2 separate regions of the Danio rerio genome follow, and region 2 is linked to region 1. Evidence: chromatin contacts called from public Micro-C data. All regions are on one chromosome and are shown on one strand. The core of a region is the stretch at or near the end of the contact, and the rest is flanking DNA. Distances in the headings are between cores, read along the strand shown.

Region 1 (5,259 bases), core at 1,082-3,581:
TTTTATTGCTGGACATTACCATGAAACTCCAGACTGTGGTATCTTGTATTTCAGCATTTTGCATCATCAGTAATAATATCACATATCAAAATGTATAGAGAGACTCAACAAATGGTAATAATAAACAAAGCGCTGTAATATTTCGAAAATCATGACCGCAATATATGTATTCATGTTTAATATCAGATGGCCAGAATGTGATTCATTTTTTATAAGTTGTTAAATTATTGGTGTTTGTGATGCAGCAAGTCCAGAGACTGTTGTGTACACCAGGATTTGATCAAAATTCACTTTAATGTGTGTTTATATGACTAAAATATGGCAATAAACTAATATTTTCTCAATTCAAATGAGTAGCGGCTTAGACATGGAAACAGTATTTCAAACGTCATGACTTAACAAGCAGATATCAATGTTATGGTGCTTTGTTCATTTAATGGCATTTTTACAATTGCATATATCAATTAAATTATCATTTTTAAAATTGTACTTTCAGATACTTATCTCTTACATTTGTTTATAAATTATGAGACCTCTTAAAATGTTTTTTGAGATTTACATTTTGTAGTGTATAAAATATTTTTAATCTTAAGTTTTGTTTTGTTATGTAAATTGCTGGTGAAATTTATCGCAAATCAAATTTAAAATAAAAACATTGTCATTTACAATCCTATTTGGTAACACTTTATAATAACTACACACTCTAAATCATTTATTAAGCATTAGCAAATAGTGAATTCATTATCTGTGAAGCATTAAGTCTACATTAATAAGGGTTAGTAAGCAGTTTATAACTGCAGCTACAAATGCTCTTTTCTTAAGAAAATATTTTAAATGTGCTTAATAATTGTACTTCCATACTTAGGTAATGATTTCTTTTTCATTACTAAATTAAATATCGCATCATTTACAAACCATTTTTAGGGTAATTCAGAATGAGTTAGTAAAGGATTAATAAACTATTGAAATCAACGTTTATATGTCTTATTATTCAGTGTAGTTATTATAAAGTGTTACCTTATATTTTTATAATAAATATATGATAGGATTAGGGGTGCACCGATACCATTTTTTGCAACCGATCTGATCGCAATACCAAAAATCAGAGTATCGATCGATACAGACCCGATTCCGATACTGTTACGTTTTTTTTTTTTTTTTACATAATACAGTTTCTATAGTTCTGGTGCTCAAATAATATATCTTTTTTAGTTAAAATAACGGACCTATAAGCCTACTGTACATGATAGATGGCACAATCTAACTAAAAACATGATGCTTGCTATAAACTGTAGGCTACATTATTTGAGCATTGGTTATGACATTGGTCTGATCTGTTGTGGTCCAGCTTGTTTCCGCTTTTAATATTAGGATTTTCTTTAATATCTGTACAAGGCTACCACTATTGACCCTAATCGTTGGTAAAATAACCTGTCTTTTAGCAAAGCCTAATATTTTCCTGCAGGTTTGACGCAGACTAAACTAAACCGTCTGAGGCCAGTTTTACTTAATAAACATTCCTTCGCCTAAACTCGCCGCGAAGAGACAGAGAAACTGAAAGCATGTCTGAAAAAAAAAATTATATATATATTTATATATATATATATATATATATATATATATATATATATATATATATATATATATATATATATATATATATATATATATATATATATATATATATATATATATGTATGTGGGAAAATGTTTATTTTTATTTAAATATTAGATGTAATTCAAAATTTATATAAATATACATGTAAATATTTTGGCTTTGTATTTTTTATATATACACAATATCTATACACAGTAACTACATACATATTACGTAAATATTTTGGATGTGGTTAACTTTTTTTGACAGGACTAAATACATTACAATACAATACAGTAAAATATTGGCCATAAGCCATTTCTTTTACCCCAACCTAGGGCTGCATGATATTGGAAAAAGCTGACATTGCAATATTTGTTTAATCATAATAATTATTGCAATATAAATAAAATTTCACTAGATTATTTGTAATGTAAAATGACATTGTAATCATTGAACAAATAATGACAAAACTCTATATATTGACTAATATCTTTATTTTTTAATCTTTAAAATATAATAATAAACTGCGATGTGACTATTACAGATACACACATTAGGATATCAATGCTCAAACAATATATTGTTCAGCCCTACCCCAACCCACACTCCTGCTGACGTGAGTGACAGAGGAACCGGCCGTCGGGGTCCAGCAGATGGTCAGTCTGACGGGTCTGTGGGGGTTTCCTAGTATTGATCGGTCCCTCCCGACCCCACCTGGTGGCCCACAACATACACAAACAGCAGCACACACACTGCTGAATAGAGCGATGATGTCACCGCTGAGGAATGAGCCGCGTTCCTCAGGCGGACGCAAAGATCCACGTCGTTAAAATCAAGCCTTTGGTTCCTACAATAGATTGCCAGGATCTGCGGTGGCCTTTGCCTCTCATTTCCGTAGAGTGTCTGTTTGAGGAGATCTTTACTCCTCCAAACCCTCCACACCCCAGTAACCAAATCAAAACCCTGTCCCGGGACAGATGGCTCCCCTCAGGGGCGTTTCTGGATTTAAGAGCCCTGCAACCTGTCCTCCATTCAGGACCTGGAGTCTTTATTTAAGACCCGTGGGTCAAATAGTAGAACATGGTGCTAATGAATACTAAAGTTGTGGGTTTGATTCCCAGGGAAGGCACAGGGTTGATTAAAAATGTGTACTTTAAATGCTGTGTACAGATAAATGCACAATTATTCTCCATTCTGTGAAATTTGAATTATTTTTCAAATATTTTCCAATTGATTTTTAATAAGAGCAAGGAAATTTGCACAGCATATTCTATTATTCATTCATTCATTCATTCATTTTTTTGTCGGCTTAGTCCCTTTATTAATTCGTGGTTGCCACAGCGGAATAAACCGCCAACTTATCCAGCACGTTTTTTTTTTTTTTTTTACGCAGTGGATGCCCTTCCAGCCGCAACCCATCTCTGGGAAACATCCACACACACTCATTCACACACACATTCATACACTATGGACAGTTTAGCCTACCTAATTCACCTGTACCGCATGTCTTTGGACTGTGGGGGAAACCGGAGCACCCAGAGGAAACCCAAGCGAATGCAGGGAGAACATGCAAACTCCATACAGCAACGCCAACTGAGCTGAGGCTCTAACCAGCGACCTTCTTGCTGTGATGCATCAGCACTACCTACTGCGCCACTGCGTCACCTATATTCCATTATATTTTATTATTATATGTTAGTTTGGCTAGAATAAAAGCATTACATTTTTATGGTATTATTAGTATTATTAGTATGATTATTACCAGACAACAAATCCAGATTTTTTTTTTTTATGTTGTTAACCTTAACAAGACAGTCCAGACTTTAAGTCAGTATTTAGCATTGTAACACACTACTGGTCAAAAGTTTGGGGTCAGTAGGATTGTTAAATGTTTTATAATAAGCTTATCCTCCCCACCAAGGCTGCATTTATTTCATCAAAAATACAGTAAAAATAGTAAAATTGTGAAATGTTATTGGACTATAAAATAACTGTTCAAAAGTAGTTTATAATTTAATTTAATCATTTATTCCAGTGATGAGTTTTCAGCTTCATTACTTTAGTCTTCAGAGTCTCATGATCCTTCAGAAATCACTCTAATATTATATATTATTAATATCATTATTATTCATTCATTTTCTTTTCAGCTTAGTCCCTTTATCAATCAGGGGTCGCCACAGTGGAATGAGCCGCCAACTTATCCAGCATATGTTTTACGCAGCGGATGCCCTTCCAGCTACAACCCATCGCTGGCAAACCCATACACTCTCATTCACTCACATACACTATAGACAATTTAGATGATTCAATACACCTATACCACATGTGTTTGGACTTGTGGAGGAAACCCACATGAACACTGGAGAACATGTAAACTCCACACAGAAAAGCCAACTGATCCAGCTGAGGCTCAAACCAGCAAGCTTCTTGCTGTGAGGCGACAGTTCTACCCACTTCGCCACCATGCCACCCATTAATATTATTATCATCATTATTAATGGTAATAGTTATATAACCAATAATGACTGAAGTAATAATTTCATTTGAAACTACATACAATAAGTCATAAATAAATATTTAATAAATAAGTATTAAACAGCATAATTTTTTTACATTTAATAAATGCCGCCTTGATGAACAGAATAATTTTAAACAAATGATTAAACTAAGTTAATAATTAAAAAAACTGACCTCAAACTTTTGACCAGTAGTATATACAGTTGAAATCAGAATTATTAGCCCCCTTTCAAGTTTTTTTCCTTTTTAAATATTTCCCAAATGATGTTTAACAGAGCAAGGAAATTTACACAGTATGTCTGATAAAATTTTTTTCTTCTAGAGAAAGTCTTATTTGTTTTATTTCGGCTAGAATAAAAGCAGTTTTTAATTTTTTAAACACAATTTTAAGGTTAAAATTATTAGCCTCTTTAAGCAATTTTTTTTTCTCGATAATCTACAGAACAAACCATCGTTATACAATATCTTGCCTAATTACCCTAACCTGCCTAGTTAACCTAATTACCCTAGTTAAGCCTTTAAATGTCACTTTAAACTATATAGAAGTGTCTTGAAGAGTATGTAGTCTAATATTATTTACTGTCATCATGGCAAAGACAAAATAAATCAGTTATTAGAAATGAGTTAATAAAACTATTATGATTAGAAACGCGTTGAAAAAAATCTTAAAAGGGGGAAAAAATAAAGAGGGGGCTAATAATTCTGACTTCAACTGTTTATAGAAACCGCTTTTGTAATTTTTTTTGTAATTCTTATTTTTATCTTAATATTTTATACTACAGGTGAAATTTATTGCAAATGTAATGCCAAGGTAGTGGGTTTGGTCCTTAGTGAAAGTAAGAATTGATAAAATGTGTATTTTCAATGCAGTGTACAGTTGAGGGCAAAACTAATCTCCATTTTGTGAAATAATTTATTTATTTTTTTTCATATAGTGATGTTTAACAGCTAGGAGATTTTTACAGTATTTTTAATTGTATATATATTTATTTTATTCTACAGAAAGTCTTATTTCTTTTAGTTAGGCTGGAATAAAAGGCCAATTTTAAATTGGCCAAAATTAAGGCTAATATTAAAATCCCCTATAAGAATTATATATATATATATATATATATATATATATATATATATATGATATTATT
Region 2 (5,958 bases), core at 364-2,863, 44 kb before region 1:
GCATGCATATTAATGTAAATGCATAGAAATTAAAACTGTACTCTTGGAACTGAAAGTGTTTTTTCACTCATACACACGCACACATTTGTTTTTGTGAATTTGTGGGGACACATCATAGGTTCCCATTGTTTTTATACTGTGCAAACTGTATTTTCTATTTATATACCTAAACCCATCCCTCACAAGATACTGTACATTTGAATTTCTGAAAATTTTGTCCCTATAATGTCCTAGATGTCCTCATAATTCACCTTCTGCTGTTATACCTGTGTAATACACGTCACGATGTCCTGATGTGTCACAAAAACACATTCACACACACACACACACACACACACACACTGTTATCCCACAGATTTATTACATTGGGAGGATTTATTCAGCGTATGAATTTCAAGGTGTAGACAAAATATCAACAGGCTGTTCTTAAGTTCACAGTTGTTCAGGTGTAACTCATCAGCATGTTTCAGTATACAAGAAAAGTCTTCATTTTCAACACTACATCTATTGTTTGATCAGTCCAAACCAAACACACGTCATTTTGTCAAACAGTTCACTTAAAAACATGAGTTTGAGCTCTATTTACAATAAATAGCGCTGCTTGCTTTGAAAGTGTGCTCACTGACATTTAATCGTGGCTTGAGTGTCGAAATACAAGCCACTGTATTTTGTGTTGAAAGAATATATGCAAGTTGGTGACAATAGCTTTCGCACATGAATGAAATGTTTGGGATCTGCCCTTCCCCCAGATTCAGTGCTAACATCCAGTGTATGGTAGATAGATGTGCTGTTGTTTTGGAGTTACCTGCGCTACACAGCATAGGTGGATGTTTAATAAACCACAAATATAAATACTTTTAAGATAGTTTCCTTAATATTCATTTATATTAAGCAGCTCAATTGCACACACTCACTGCTTGTTTAAAGTTTAGAGATGTTCAGTTGAGTTTTTAATTATTTTCTGTGGGCTGGTCTGTGTGGTTAAATCTTTAATCTGGCCCGCTGGATGAAAGTGGACACACATAGGCTCTCCAAAGGACTTTTTTTCAGGACTCTGCTCCCCCTTGCTGAGTTGCTCTCTATCATTGTTTCGCTCCGGCATTAACCACATTCCAGAGCGCCGCAGCACACACGGTCTCCCTCCGCGCATTCCTCTCGCACAAACTAGGGCCGAATGTAATGTTGGCTAAATGCGTCGTCGTCAATTCACACACTCAGCAAACGTTTCAATCGTCGTGATATCATCAGAGGGGAATTTTACGTTCTTTAAAATTGCTGCAAATGAGTTCTCGAGGGCAATCACGGAAAATCAAAGCGAGAAAATTCCTCCGCGCAGCGCGCCATTGACTGTAAAGACCTTTCAACTTTACAAAAACTGAAATTGACAAACGGTCTCTTGTGTGGAAACTTTGTCACGACGGCTGTATCGCCACAAATCGACAGGCGGGGATCATGAATCGTGACGAAATGACTGCGAAGGACTAAGTAATCGCGAACAGGCTACGATGGCTCGCCTGAGGCGGCGTTTTTCCGTGTAAAAATGCAGTTTGTGCTGTAGTTGACTAGTGCTCCGTTCGCTCCCCCGTTCCCTCAACTCGCCTCACGGTCCGACATGGATGAATACGACGAGGATCCGGGGCGCAGAGCGAGCAAACTGATGGAAACCCTCTCAATATATGACGTTTATCAAGATGGGATGTACGGAGAACCGAACCCCGATATGGAGAAAACTAAGCGAATGAATGGCAGCTCTTCTACGCCCGGGAACAAAGTCTACAGCGCGGCTCCCGTGCGCTCCGTCAACGGAAACCGAGCCTCAGTGCCTCTGGATTTCTGCTCTCCGCAGAGGGAAGCGGTTTATCCAGATCCCGATGTGTACTGCACCAAATCCGAAGTTGCCTTGCCGTGTTACAGCGGCGCGTCGGACCGTCTCAGGAGATACACGCACGCGGAGGTGCAGGGACACCGGTACAGCACCGGCTGCGCGTATGACGGGCTCGTTTTGGGGAAACAGGTGGCCGTTTCGGGCGCGAGGAGCAACAGCCTGTGTATGAGCAGCCCTGACGGCAGATACACGGCCACAAGCCCTCGCTCCAGCCTGGCTTCATCGCACTCATCGCAGGATCAGAGCAAACACACGAGCCCGAGGTCGAGCATCAGCAGCCCGCGTTCCAGCCTGGTGTCTCCCGGACAGGGCGAGGGGACCAGCGTGATCAGCCCGCGCTCGAGCTACGCCAGCACGGCCAGCGACACCAGCAAACACTCCAGCCCCAGAACCAGCCTCAACAGCTATGACTGCGGCAGCAAACCGAGCAGCAACCGAACCAGCGGAATCAGCATGGGCTACGACCAGCGGCACATCAGCCCGAGGTCGAGCACCACCAGCCCGCGCTCCAGCTACTCCGACTCGCGCTTCACGCCGGCCGGGGGCCATGACCCAGAGAGCGCCGCGGTGCACGGCATCCCCATGGCCAGCCCTCGGTCCAGCATTTGCAGCCAACCCGCGGTGGCGGCTAACTGCGTGGTCAGTCCCCGCTCCAGCATCTCCAGCCACAGCTCCAGGAGCTCGCGAAGCTCCAGGGGATCCATGAGCGCGTATCCCGAGCTCCAGCTGCCCATGCTGGGACCCGGTTTGCCAGAGGACGCGCTGCTGCAGGACTTCACCGAGCCAAACGGCCTTCATAACAACCGCGTCCACCTGCAGACGTTCCCCGTGCTGGAGGAGCCTCAGCAGCAGAATTCAGAAGTCAACATTGGGTTTAACTACTGCAAGGCGGGCGCCGGGGGACAGCGCTTCAAGCTGCCGTACCAGGTCACTCCATCTCGGGACAGCGGCCCCAGTCAGGCGGAGCGGCGCCTGGAGGCCCTCACCTTGGAGTTGGAGAAAGAGCTCGAGATACACATGAAAAAGGAATATTTTGGTGAGTAGATACAGGGTGATTTATTTATTTACTGCTAATAATTTTAATACACATCAAAAGTTCCAAATGTCAACCTTGCCATGAAGGAAATAGTTTTCAACTAAATAGTGAAACCCTTTTCTAAGCTGTTTGTGAAGGCTTGTATTGTACAATACTGTAAAAAAAGCTCAAAATTGTCGTTGTTAAACAGTTTGATTTACCTAAGTCACTCAAGTGCCCGTTTCACATCTGTCACATCCATAATGGAGAGATGGCACACATAAATAACTAAGCCTTTTATTCATAAACGTAAAATTAAATAAATATATTTAAAATTAAATAAATATGATTTGTTTTACAGAGATAACACAGCTATTTTATCAGTATTATTTATTTTGGTTTACACAGTTTAATTAACAAAATTTGCTAGTATACATAATTATGACGTACAAAACGTATGTTGTGTAGTGTTACATCCCTAAAACACGTTTATTTTCCTCAATTAACATTTAAAACACGTTTACAGACTTATATTTGTCTGATACTTTGTCTGTGGTTAGTTCTTTGGGAAAATATAAACAGATATTTCAATATATTTTAACACATACATTCTCTGTGAGTTTATGTGTCTGCAAATGTCACATCCATAACTCTGGAAAAGCTCTGGATATCATTGTTTTTATCATTTTGCTTTAGTGTTAAACTTTATTTTAAATAAACATCCTGAATTTTTGGTTGGAAAGTCATAATCACACCTTGACACATGCAAACAGCCTGCACCAGAGCCAGCACAGAGCAGCCTTTGTGTTGAACTCATTAAAGAGTCATTAGGGTGTGGGAAAACAGGTGTAAATCATGTTTTGTCAATGAATCAGTGTGCTTTCAGGACAGGAGGGTTTGTACTTGAGCACTTTATATGTCTGACACTGATGATGATCTTTGAGAAGGTAAATAATTGAGGTAAAATCATCATTAATCCAGACTTTGTTTTACCCTGAGGTTGTATGCTGAAGATGCCAAATTCCCAAAAAATGAACATCTCACAAGGCATGCTGACACATGGTCATTCTGTTTCATTAGTGCAATTTAATGCTTAGTATTTACTCTTTCATGGCTCTTGAGGACTAATGATTTATTAACCTTGTCATGGCTAGGGATGCAACGATTAGAGATTTTGGTTGTACGATTATAATCTGAGGAATAATCACGATTTTCACGATTATTATGCATTCATTTACTTCAAAATACTACTTGTTTAGAAAATCACATGAAAACTTCTTATATTTTAAAGTATTAACAGTAATCAATTAATACAGCAAAAATAACAATAAAGAACAAACAATATAATCCATTTATCTTTGGACTTAAAAATAAGTGAAAAATGCTTTTGGCATTTAAACATAAGTAATCATTTTACACTGAAAATAAATGACAGAACAAAAATAAATAAATAAATAAAAAGTTTTGTCTAATGTCATCTAAGCATCTTATTATTTAAGTATTTCCCTTTTAAATAGAACAAATGTAGTCAAATACTGCTGAACCCCTGGTTAAACGGCACTAATATGCATGCAAACCACGTGCCTCCATTGGAAATAACGAACTTGTGCGCGTAAATATGTGAATGGCCCTTAGTTAAAAACCTCCTCAGCCATAGTTAAAATCAGTCTTCGATCTAATGTGCGTGCATATTGTTTACAAGCTCGAAACTTTAAACTAGTGCACAGTTGGCATAACTTAAAGTTGCAGCAGTTTTGTTCCATGCAGAAACACAGTGTTGAGAAACCTTTACGATTCATTTACCGTGACAAATTTAACTGTGGGTAGGGTTGTAACAATATACCGGTATGACGGTCTACCACAATTTGAACGTGCACGATTATCATGCCATGAACAATTGCATATCAACGGTTTTAACCCTTAAAGACCGAGACAGCCGCCCGCGGCTAAAAATAAGTATTGCTCTTAAATGTTTAATAACTTTTGATCCGCTGATCAGATTCATACAATTCAAAGATTGGCATAAAGAAGAGAATCTCAGCTTTCCAGTGCTGTATCACATAACATTCGCGGCTCCGGAGGCTCCGGAATCAGTGCGGTTACGTCATCAAAATTTGACACCGCTGATTTGACAAAGAAACGCTCGTCACTGTGTCTCCAGACAAACCAGACATGATACATTAATGCATTGTCCCTCCTCCATGCCCAGATTGGTTCAAACTCGCTATATCACAACCAATAAGCATAGGTTTCGCTTTTGTTTGTGGACCAAAAACGAGCTTTTTGAACAACACGGAATGAGAGATAGGCATACATTTCTGCGCGGCTAAATAAAACGCAAAAAAAAAGTTTTGCATGAAATAATTCTCATACTAAGTACTTTTACATGCACAGCAGCACAGAAACATGACAAAACAGTGACACAGCAAAGACGAACTGCTGCTCTTGCTGTTTTCAAAAGACGCAAATGAAGGTGCAGCTGTTTGTCTGCATTGCAGACAACCATATCCAAATCCATATCCACAGACAACCATATCCATGCTGGCACATAAAACCTAAGGATGTTCCATATTGAATCTAGTTTCGTTATGTAACTATTTATAGTATAGTAAATATTTATATCTATTTTTTTACTGAGGATTTGCACCATGTTTATTTGGACTTTATTTGGACTTTGACACATTATTTATTATTTTCTTATTTTTATTTGTTCATTGTAAGTGGTGTTGTTTATAGTAACTGAAAATATATTATTTGGAAAAAGTCAAATTTGCTTCACTGTTCTATTATTTTGTAACATTTGTAACATACCGTATACCGCGAAACCGTCAAACCGTGGTATTGTTTTAGACGATTATCATACCGTAAAAAATTCATACCGTTCCAACCCTAACCGTGGGTAATAGTGAAATCGGTTAATCGTTGCATCCCTAGTCATGACTATTTCTTCTAAACTCCCATTGGTGAAATAAAAACAGACAGAACTGATTTATAAAATGCATTCAGAATATAAATGCATTAAGAGTGTAAAATCATCCAGTTAGATAATTTAGTCTAC

Evidence for each region. Hi-C and Micro-C count contacts between places; a contact is called where the count stands out from the background.
Region 2: a Micro-C map of caudal fin shows a contact between it and region 1, with 5 times the contacts expected there. The contact joins the promoter of wtip here to the enhancer-like site in region 1. A contact is called at or near these places in 4 of 18 Hi-C or Micro-C datasets (caudal fin and embryo) and 3 of 4 datasets of contacts at active chromatin or transcription factors (embryo, gastrula embryo and pancreas).

Annotation. Positions count from the first base shown.
Region 1 is chr18:2,765,828-2,771,086 of GRCz12tu, reverse strand. All of the region lies in intron 3 of wtip (WT1 interacting protein), which reads left to right. Among named protein-coding and RNA genes, the nearest start is that of wtip, 44 kb to the left of the region's middle. Within about 2 kb of position 2,331, at least 9 of the 62 cell types and tissues checked have an H3K27ac peak or open chromatin away from gene starts, as enhancers often do.
Region 2 is chr18:2,808,601-2,814,558 of GRCz12tu, reverse strand. wtip (WT1 interacting protein) reads left to right here and starts at 1,613. Exons shown (of 8, transcript NM_001123278.2): 1 at 1,613-2,921. The coding sequence starts at 1,613.